Regions from separate parts of the Mus musculus genome. Here regions 2 and 3 are each linked to region 1. A link is a contact called in public Hi-C and HiChIP or PLAC-seq data. All regions are on one chromosome and are shown on one strand. Each heading gives the region's core, a stretch centred on a gene start, on an enhancer-like site or on the middle of the called end of the contact. The rest is flanking DNA. Distances are from core to core; before and after follow the strand shown.

Region 1 (3,099 bases), core at 185-2,684:
TGAAACAATGTAGGTTGGGACACTGGATCAAAACCACGATTTCTTAAGCCGCCTGGCCAATATTGTCAGGACCTACGAGTGTTTAAGAGCTGAGAATGTCTGCTAGGCCTAAATTTCAGAATCTTTAAGTATGAAGTGATTTGATTTCTTTTAAACGGGACAACTTCTTTTTTTTTTAAGTGCAACTTTTGCTTTTTTGCTTATGGCTTAAACGCCCCCTCCAATTTTAACAAAATTAGGGGTTGGGAGAGAATAAAGAGAGCTGACATTTGTAAGGACTCGCATTTCCAAGTAAATTATATTTTCTTCCGTGTTCTATCCACACAGTTGGCAGTGACTTCGGGGTTTCTGGCTTCCCAGCTAAAATCCGCCAAACAGCACTCAGCGCAGGCTCTAAACTTGCCCAGATCTCGGTTGTGAAAACCTACTTCCTTTGCTTAATCTACCCGATCAGTCTTCGCACCCAACTTCTCACAGTAACCAAGACGCAGACGCATTTCAAAGTGGCCCGGGAGCGAGGCTGATGGTCTGCTAATGTGAAATTAAGCACTGCGGAGAGAAAAAGTCTGTGCGGCTTTGCTTGAGCAAGGGGGGTTATAAGAGAAAGGCGCGCCTGCAGTGACCGTCTAGGGACCCTAACTAACCCCTGAGAAGCTACAGTTGGGCCAGTTTCCTACATAAACTCAGAAGAAAACTTGCAAAATACAGTGTCTCGCAGACTGGCTCCCAATCGCAGGCGTCGGGTCTGCTGGCCTAGGAGTGGCGACTCAAGAACCCACCTGCGCGGATGCAGAGGGAGACTGAGTCCCCCCACAGGGCTCCGGTAGCGGCCTGGGCGCTGTATAGTGCGCTCTGAGCCCCGGGCCTAGGCGGACTCTTCTGGTCTCGCACCCCTGGCGGGCCGGTCTCCTTCACCCCACCGGAATGATACTGATACTCACAGCCGTGTGACCCAGGCCGGGAGAGGATCGGGAAGGCGAACCAGCCGCCGCCGGCTGCAGTCCAGCAGGTCCCCGAGGCAGTGGCAGGCGGCTGGACACGGGCGCTGCGCATCGTCGTCCAAGAGCTGCCCGGGAGCCCCGTGGCCTCCGCTTCCCGCCGGGCCCGCGCGCCCCAGCCCCGCGCACAGCAGCAGTCCCAGCGCCGCGGTGGCCGCTCGGAGTCCGGGAGCACCCATCGCCGCGCGCCCCGCCGCCTCCGGTTCGGCCCGGAGCTCTACAACCTCGCGCACCCCCAAAAGCACCGACTCCCAGACCGGGCTGGACACGCCGATCGCCGCCTCGTGCTCCTGGTGGCTCAGTCCCCGCACTGAAGGCCTCGCATGCCCCTGCACAGCGGGAGAGCCAGCAGCGGAGGACCGGCAGCCACGGTGAAGGCAGCCCGAGCGGCGTCCGAGAACGGGATGGCACGCCGAGAAACTTTTCCGCCTGCGGCGGGCGGCGGGGCGCGATGTCCCGGCGCGGCGGAACGGCGAGGCGGGGCGAGAAGGCGGGCGCGCGCCCATTGGCCCGCCTGGCACCCGCGGCCACGTGACAATAACAAGGCTCCAGCCCCGAGCCGGCGCCCGGGAGAAAGTGGAGCTGAGATTGTAGGAAATTCCGAGTTACATTTTCCAGCGTCTGCAGCCAGCAGTCTCCGCTATGTCCTGAGAACCATAGATCAGATGGAATGGGAGGGCAAGAGCGAGCCAGCGAAGGAGCGAGCCAGCGAAGGACTGAGCCGGCTGGTGCTCTGAGCTGCAGTTACTTAAGGGAAACTTTAGAGAGTACAGTTAAAGTAGTTGCAGTGTTCCAAGGCCTTTCAATTCCTAGCGAGAGAACTGTGTCGATTATTATATTGTTGGCGAATGAAACAGTGGCTTTCATAAAAAAAATTAATATCGGTGCCAGTGAGGTCTTTTATGCCCATAAATTGGACATATATAATGTATATGTATGCGTATTTGTATATGATGTATATGTATAGCCTGGCAACCCAGCACTGTATGGAAGAGGCAGGCAGACCTATGAGTTTCGGGCCGGCCAGGACAACACAGTGAGACCCTGTCTCAAACGTATGTGCACATGGATGGATGGCTAGATGGATGGACAAAGGACATGGTTTGGGATATGGGAGCTTGGTTTATAATAGATGGAGCTGGAGGGAATGATAATAAATTAATAAATAACTAAATAAATTAATAAACTAAATAATAAATTAATAAATCCAAGTTGGCAATCAGATTCCAAACAATAGTAGCTAAGAAGAATAAAAGCAACCACACTAATATATGCTAAGACCTTGAAAGAAAAAGCACACGTGCGCATGCACACACGAACGCACGCACAAACACACGTGCACATGCACACACATGCTTACACACACACACACACACACACACACACACACTTACCTTAGTCTACCTGCCTTTTGAATGATGACATTCTTGACTGAAAAGTCTACCAGACTTAAATAAGCTTATCTGTCTGTGGGGTATATTGAGGGAGGAGGTAGAACCAAAATACCAGGCACCCCTGAAGTCTGTCTGGATGTACTCAGCCTGTAACCTGGGTAGCAAGGTGTTGAAAATAATGGAGACCTCAGAGTTGATCTGCTAACACCTCAGGGAAAATAGGTCCCAAAGAGATACCTAACATTTTGTAGGGTGACATAAACTAATTTTAAGGCTCTGTTTCTGTAGGTTGTTGGCTGCATGGTATCTGCCCAAGCATGTCTGTGACTTGGGTTACTTAATCAGCTAGTTGATGCAGGATGAGATAGCTGATGGAATTGAGACTTTAACCCCATGACCATTGACTTGCACTGTAGCGTTCACCTGTGTAAGCACGGCCATTCATGGGGAAATAAAAGACTCTGAAGTTGGCACACCCTAGTTTAGGTGAGATATCCCCTCCCCTTTCTTCTGCCTGCCTGTAGCTTTGCCACATTTTAGAACGATAGACAAGAAATAGCTATAATTACAGGGCTTCCATTAAGATCCACAACAATTGGGCAATGGATTTTTCAGGTTCCTCTTGCATCTTGCTTGACTAATCTGCCTAAGGAAAACCTGGTTTGCTACTCTGAAGTTTTTAAAAACAAGAGCAGTGTCAGTATACA
Region 2 (3,099 bases), core at 278-2,777, 120 kb after region 1:
TTCTCTTAAAAACGGAGTCTGGGTTAGAAGAAATAGCACAGTGTGGAGAGCATTCCGTCAGCTGGGGTAGATTTATATCAGTTGACTGAGCTGTAAAGTTTTCTAATGGGAAAGGACTTTGGGGGCTTCTTTCCTACCCCACAAGCAAAGTGAGTGAAGCATAAGGATGGGTAGACAATAGCTCTATCGTGTTCAAGCTGACAGCCCCGGCTCTCCAGTCACACGTACAAACCCTGTTCTCTAACACTGTCCTCTCTGGCTACAGAGGGAAGTCACTGTGGGAGGTCACTGAGTCTTCTGGTGGAGAGGATCCTAGTTCACATGGCTGCTGAAGGCCAGGAGGAACATCCCAGAACAGAGGCCCTGTGAACTGCATGTGGTCACTCGGAGAAGATCAGAACCAGGGTGTAGTACTTGGTCTACAGCTGCTATTTCTCACTGGCTTATTTCTGGTGTCTTTTAGATGTGCCAGGGGATTCTTGAATGAACTCTTTAATGAATGAGTCAACCAATGGGAAGTTAGCGAGCACAGAGTGTCTGTCTGTCCGTCTGTCTGTTGCAGGAAGTTCCACGATAAACGTGCTTTAGTCCTGGGATACAAGGTGACCATTAAACTTTGAAGTAGCATGGAGTTAATTTGGACCTACAGAGTTTAACACACAGCAACGGTCTACATGTAAATTTTCACTCAGGCAATGAGAAAATAGATTTGGAGCTAGGAGTGAGATAGGAATGCAGATTTAAAGAGTTGAGGGGGAAAGGAGATTAAAAAAAATACAATGCAAATTATCGAAATGCTTACCGTTCCTCTTCAAAGTGGACTGAACCTTCCTGTGAAAACACGGAATCTTTTTCTGTCATGCTAACCTCTCTCTGTTTTATTTTGGGTTTTGTGTGTTTACTTGATTTTTTTTTAAGACTTTTATTTTTCTGGGGCTCTGGGTTTGAACTCAAGCAGTTAGATTCTAAAACTGAGGAGTACACACACGGGAGTGGTGCTGTTTACTGGAACAAGTGATTTGTTTTATTGCCTAAATTTTGAGTCCTTTAGTATGTTTTCTAAGAAGTCATCTGGTTTGGAAAAGTATCGCCAAAATGATACTGGAGGGCAAGAACCAAGTCTCTGTCAGAGTTGAAGGGAAGGCATAAGTAACTGATCTTCAAGAACACATTTGCTAATAGAAGATCTGTGTCTACTAATTTATAGCCACTGTGTGTTGGAAACAATATTTAAGTGGTTAGTTTGAAGAGAAGCCAGCTTTGTAGCCTGCGGGTCTCAGTTCTGTCGGTCATAGGAAGAATGGAGTGAAATAGAGCCCAGAAAGAGGGTTCAAGGAGAGGTCTGGTTTTAAACGCATTTTAAAGGGAGACCTCACACCAGCATCGTTACAGTTCCTGTCAATTCCCAGACAGTGAGTGCATGCAAGCCGCTTGGCGGGGCGGCTGACCTCAGCTGCAGAGCCCCCAGCCCCTGGATAAGCCGGTCGCCTTCACAGATCATCCTTTGAAAAGCGCCAGTCCGATGGCATCCGCCCTGACCTCCGTGTCATGGGACTCACATTCTTGTTATGGCTCTGTCTGTGGCTCACCAAATGTCCCCGGGAAAGTCATTTAGCAGCCGCTTTGGTTTCCTGTCTGAATACCTGACCCTCCTGTCTTGTGGGGATGCTACAGAAACGAACGAAGGGAAGGTATGAGAGGACGCTTTGTATCCTCCCAAGACACGTGCTCCGTGATTCAGAAGGATCGTTATTAATACACCCAGACTGAAGACCATAAACCAGGCAGAACAATAAACAGACTGGTTGAAATTATCCATAGTGTCCCTCTCTGTCTAAGGCAGGTCTCTTTTGTCAGCTGCTGTTAGCACCTAATGATCCCCTGTTCTTACTTTAAGTATTTAATCAGTAATCTTATGTGAGGCTGGTTTGGTAAAGCAAAGAAGAGGGGAGGGAAGGGAAGGGAAAGGAAGGGGAGGGGAGGGGAGGGGAGGGGAGGGGAGGGGAGGGGAGGGGAGGGGAGGGGAGAAAAACCTGTATGGAGATAAAAGTAATGTGATCTAGGGACAGGTTGATCCAAGGACTGGGTTTGTGTTTGCTTTTATAATTTAGAACAGAGTTTTACAAACTCATACCACCACTGTCCACCGTGACCAGCACCCAAATAACTAAGCAACAGGCAGCAGCTGAGCCCCCCACCCCTGTGGTGCACTGCTGAGGTTAACACCGAGGTCCACAAACAGTCAGCCAGAAAACTATCAGTCCTCAGAGGGCCACGGTGTTCTCTGGCAAATCTTAAATTTGCGGTGAGCGGCTGAGTCTATCTCCTGCAATTCCTAAGCTGGGAAATCTGAGAAAATAAATACATGAGAGATTGAGACCTCAGAATAAACACGTGCAACCCGAGCCCTCGGTACTTACGTTTATATTTAACAGTGATTAAGTACTAGGATCATGTAAAGGGTTGTAATTTCATCAGGAGGCATGAAATACTGATTTTTTTTTAACCTGACCAAATAAAAAGATTGACTGGGTTTGTTTGTCCGTTTGTTTTTGTTGGCTTTCCCATTGCTGCCGACTGAATCCAGGGTACAGTCCTGCAGGGGTACATCCTCAACCACTGAGCCATACCCTCAGCCGGATTGAATGTTTTTCCGAGAGAGAAAGAAGAAATCGAACTGTTAGGAAAGCCGCAAGTAATTCTCGTTGATGCATGGTGGACCAGATAGAAACTGATAATGAAATAATTGTACTGGGTAATTCTGGCATTTCTGCTGAGATTTGTAGAGTGGCAATCCTGAGACTAGGAACTGGGGGTGCTGGCCCTCCAGGAAGTCCAGTCACCATCAGCTGGGAGAGTCTCAGGTTGACTTCCTCTCCATGTCCCCGGGAAAGTCCTATCTTTCCCTGTCTGGATAACTGCTGTTGGCTTGTGGAGATCTAAATCCTTATGGCCTCTTCTTTGTAGCCATCTGGGAACACACTCTCTCCAGCCCTACTGTGCCTAGGAACACACTCTCTCCAGCCCTACTGTGTCGCTGTGAGCGTCTGTCTTTGCTCCTCTTGTGTATGGTTTTGTGCGTTGTGTGTCTCTTGTAAT
Region 3 (3,099 bases), core at 390-2,889, 69 kb after region 1:
CGCAGGCTCATATATTTTCAAAGAACTGAGGTGTGTTCTTGTTATACGGTTCTTATTTTTCTTCTGTTTTCTCCCTTGTACTCAGTTTTTTTTTTTGTGTGTGTGTTCTTCAGACTTCCCCTTTCTTTCATTTTCCTTTCCTCACATCCACCATTCCTCTCCTCTGCTCTCTCCTCCTCCTTCTCCTCCCCTCCTCCCCCCTCTAGTTCATTCCTTTCTTCTCTCTCTTCCCTCTTCTCCTCTGCCTCCTCCCCTCCTCTCCTTCCATCCCTCATCTCTTCTCGCCTCCCCTCCTAAGCCATCCTCCCTCCTCACTCTCCGCCTTCATTCTTTCTTGTTTTCCATTCATTTGAAAAATGTGATTTTACAAAGAGATTTTCTTTCAGTTTTCCAAAGTTATGTTTAGCCTGTCCACATTTTAAAGGGTGAATAAAGAATATATTTGTATTTTTCTATTCAATATACACTACTTAAGAGGTGCTTTGTCTATTTCCTCCACCTTCGCATAGCTTTGCAGCAATAGACTCTTTAAAATACCACATCATTTTTACACCCTGCATTTTCCATGGGTACAGTTGCGTTACTTCTTTAAGGGCCAGCTCAGTCATCATTCATCTTTCTCTGACCCTTTAAGAAACATTCTGACTTTCCTCTCAAGACTTAAATCAACCAGAAGATCCTTGGATGGTCTGCATGCTTTATAACGAATTCCACATTTGCATCTCAACTGTTATTTTTGATGTGTGTCTCCCCAAGTCTGTGATGGTCTTTCTACTGATGAGAACTGTGTGGCCAGTGTTCCATTTAGATGGTAGAGTATAACAGGACACCTGACACAAGCTTGGTAACACTTGGTAAATAGATGCAGGCATAATGATGACAGAATATCTGTATAAGATGTATGGCTTTCTTTGTGGAAATATAGTAGTTATAAAGAAACTGAGCATAAAAGACATAGTGATTGCTCTCTCACTAGGCACAGTCCTTGAATCACTAGTATATGCAGCACTTAATAAGCACCTGCAGACAGACAGACAAAGATATTCAATGCATCCCCTTAGAATCACAGAGATTCTTACTTTATTATAAACCAGGGAGAGTGCTGTGATACAGATGCAGCCTAAAGTAGAAACTCATTAAATTCCAAAGGACAGACTCAAAATAGCCTTAAGTGACTTACAGTATTTAATTCTCCAAGTCACACCACGGGATATGCCCAATAAAAAGGATTGTCATTTTGTTTATGAAATCCTTTTGTCTCAAGTCAATTGATCTTGCATTTTAGCTACAAAACATTATCACTTTGCACGGGGGAGGACTTTTAGAAATGTAAAACCCTCAGAAATGTTATAGTGTTCGATACAAGTCACATAACCCTGATATCTGCTTAGCAATGATTCAGCTGCATGATCTACATCGGTAGTGTGTTAGCAGAACATTTCCTTGTTGGGGAGGGGAGGAATTCCAAATGATTTCAACTTGACTTTAACTTGTTAAGATCATATTCTAACAGAACTGCTGCACAACTGAGTTGTTTTCTAAGCAAATGAAGCATGCCGCCTGTCCCCTCCAGCCCTCCAGCCCCTGTGCTCTGGTTTCAAACACACTGCAGCTGCTGTTGCCTCATCATGGACAGCAACCATCCCCTCCCTGAGATAATTAGTGTTACAGATACCATTTATAACTCCAGGCACACTGCATCGCAACTATGCTCTACTCTTAAGGAAATGAGACACACCGATTTCTAGACTGAATCCAAATGGAGGTACAGAACCTCAAAACTAAAATCGTCAAAATTGAAAGGAAATTTTTGTGAGGATGATATCACCTCAAATCCAGTACCGTATCCAAATACTGCGCTTCAGGGTGTGCATCTCATCTGACTACAAAAATATAGCCACATGCAAACACATGCATGCGCATGTATGTTAGTGTGCATGCAATGCATGAAAACTACTCATTCACTCATGCTCACAGCACCATATTATGCAAATTAGCCAATCCTATTTAGAGTAGAGCGATAAAATGTGTCATCAAAATTTAAATGGATGGGTGAATAACTAAACAGTACATTTTCTCATCTCCACCTTCTCAAATTCCCAATTAACTTCAGTGGTATCGGTTGGCACCTCTTCCCTACCCCACTCCTTCCTACCAACTTCTAAGCCTTTGAAATTCTACCCTCTCAAAAGGAGGCAGGATGCCCTCTGCTTCCATGCTTCCCTGGTGAGGTGAGACAGATTCCTTCCCTTTGTTCTCCTGACTGAATGGCCCTAAGTGTACAAAAAGGCCCTGGAGGTTTTCAGTCATTGCTGGCTTTAAGCGTTTCTTAACATCTGACATCGGATGGAACTCTCATTTATAATAATAATTTTAAAAAAGTGTGTGATCAGTTTTCAAATCATGTGACTAAGGATGTCGTACATATGAAAATCGCCCTTACTTGCCTTTCCTTCTTCACAGAGAACACTGTAAGAGCTGGGCGGGAATAGGAGCTAGAATGTGGGGAATACTGTTAGTCTGTCCTCAGCATAGCAAGACTATGGTGCTGAACTGGCAGGATGGGAACTGGGAAGGAGGCCATTTTGCCTAATTTGCCCTCTAATTCCTAGTCCTCAGAAAGTAGATTGGACAACTGTGGGTTTTTTTTTGTTTGTTTGTTTTTTGTTTTTTGGTTTTTTTTGAGTTTGTATGGGTGACACGAATATGAGTGTTTGTGAGTGTGTGTTTGAATGTGTGTGAGTATGTGTAAGTGAGTGTGTGAGTGTGTGTAACTATGTTTGAGTATGTGTGTGTGTGCATGCCTGTGCATGCACATGTGCATTTGGAGGTCAGAGGTTGACATTGGTACCCTCCTCTATTGCTCTTCACGTTATTGTTTTGAGACAGTGTCTCTCTCTGAATCTGAGCTTGCTATTTTGGTTGGCTAGACATCTCATGGGATCCACCAGCCTCTGTTCCTTATAACATAGGGTTTCTGTACCAGGAACCCTAGCATTTTGTGGGTTCCTAGGGTCCAAACTCAGTTCTTCGTGCTTGCACAGCAAATATTTTACTCACTGAGCTAGCTCCTAGGGGGAAAAAAAACAAAAAACTTTT

The links. Hi-C and Micro-C count contacts between places; a contact is called where the count stands out from the background. HiChIP or PLAC-seq counts read pairs in DNA pulled down with a chosen protein or histone mark.
Region 2: an H3K4me3 HiChIP or PLAC-seq map of craniofacial prominence shows a contact between it and region 1, with 2.9 times the contacts expected there. The contact joins the enhancer-like site here to the promoter of Lrig3 in region 1. A contact is called at or near these places in 4 of 39 promoter capture datasets (the 3T3-L1 cell line, hippocampal neurons and liver), 11 of 484 Hi-C or Micro-C datasets (embryonic fibroblasts, embryonic stem cells, nephron progenitors and 2 more) and 6 of 115 datasets of contacts at active chromatin or transcription factors (craniofacial prominence, embryonic forebrain, embryonic limb bud and 2 more).
Region 3: a contact with region 1 is called in a Hi-C map of nephron progenitors, with 2.3 times the contacts expected there. The contact joins the enhancer-like site here to the promoter of Lrig3 in region 1. A contact is called at or near these places in 3 of 39 promoter capture datasets (the 3T3-L1 cell line and liver), 1 of 15 datasets of contacts at CTCF or cohesin (the NIH/3T3 cell line), 3 of 484 Hi-C or Micro-C datasets (embryonic stem cells and nephron progenitors), 3 of 115 datasets of contacts at active chromatin or transcription factors (craniofacial prominence and embryonic stem cells) and 1 of 9 other capture datasets (pancreatic islet).

The regions. Positions count from the first base shown.
Region 1 is chr10:125,964,554-125,967,652 of GRCm38.p6, reverse strand. Lrig3 (leucine-rich repeats and immunoglobulin-like domains 3) reads right to left here and starts at 1,434. Exons shown (of 19, transcript NM_177152.5): 1 at 942-1,434. The coding sequence starts at 1,177.
Region 2 is chr10:125,843,754-125,846,852 of GRCm38.p6, reverse strand. No RefSeq gene overlaps it. Among named protein-coding and RNA genes, the nearest start is that of Gm29862, 71 kb to the right of the region's middle. Within about 2 kb of position 1,527, at least 38 of the 459 cell types and tissues checked have an H3K27ac peak or open chromatin away from gene starts, as enhancers often do. A contact at or near this core is called in craniofacial prominence, nephron progenitors and uterus, where this site is marked.
Region 3 is chr10:125,895,346-125,898,444 of GRCm38.p6, reverse strand. No RefSeq gene overlaps it. Among named protein-coding and RNA genes, the nearest start is that of Gm29944, 42 kb to the left of the region's middle. Within about 2 kb of position 1,639, at least 6 of the 459 cell types and tissues checked have an H3K27ac peak or open chromatin away from gene starts, as enhancers often do. A contact at or near this core is called in nephron progenitors, where this site is marked.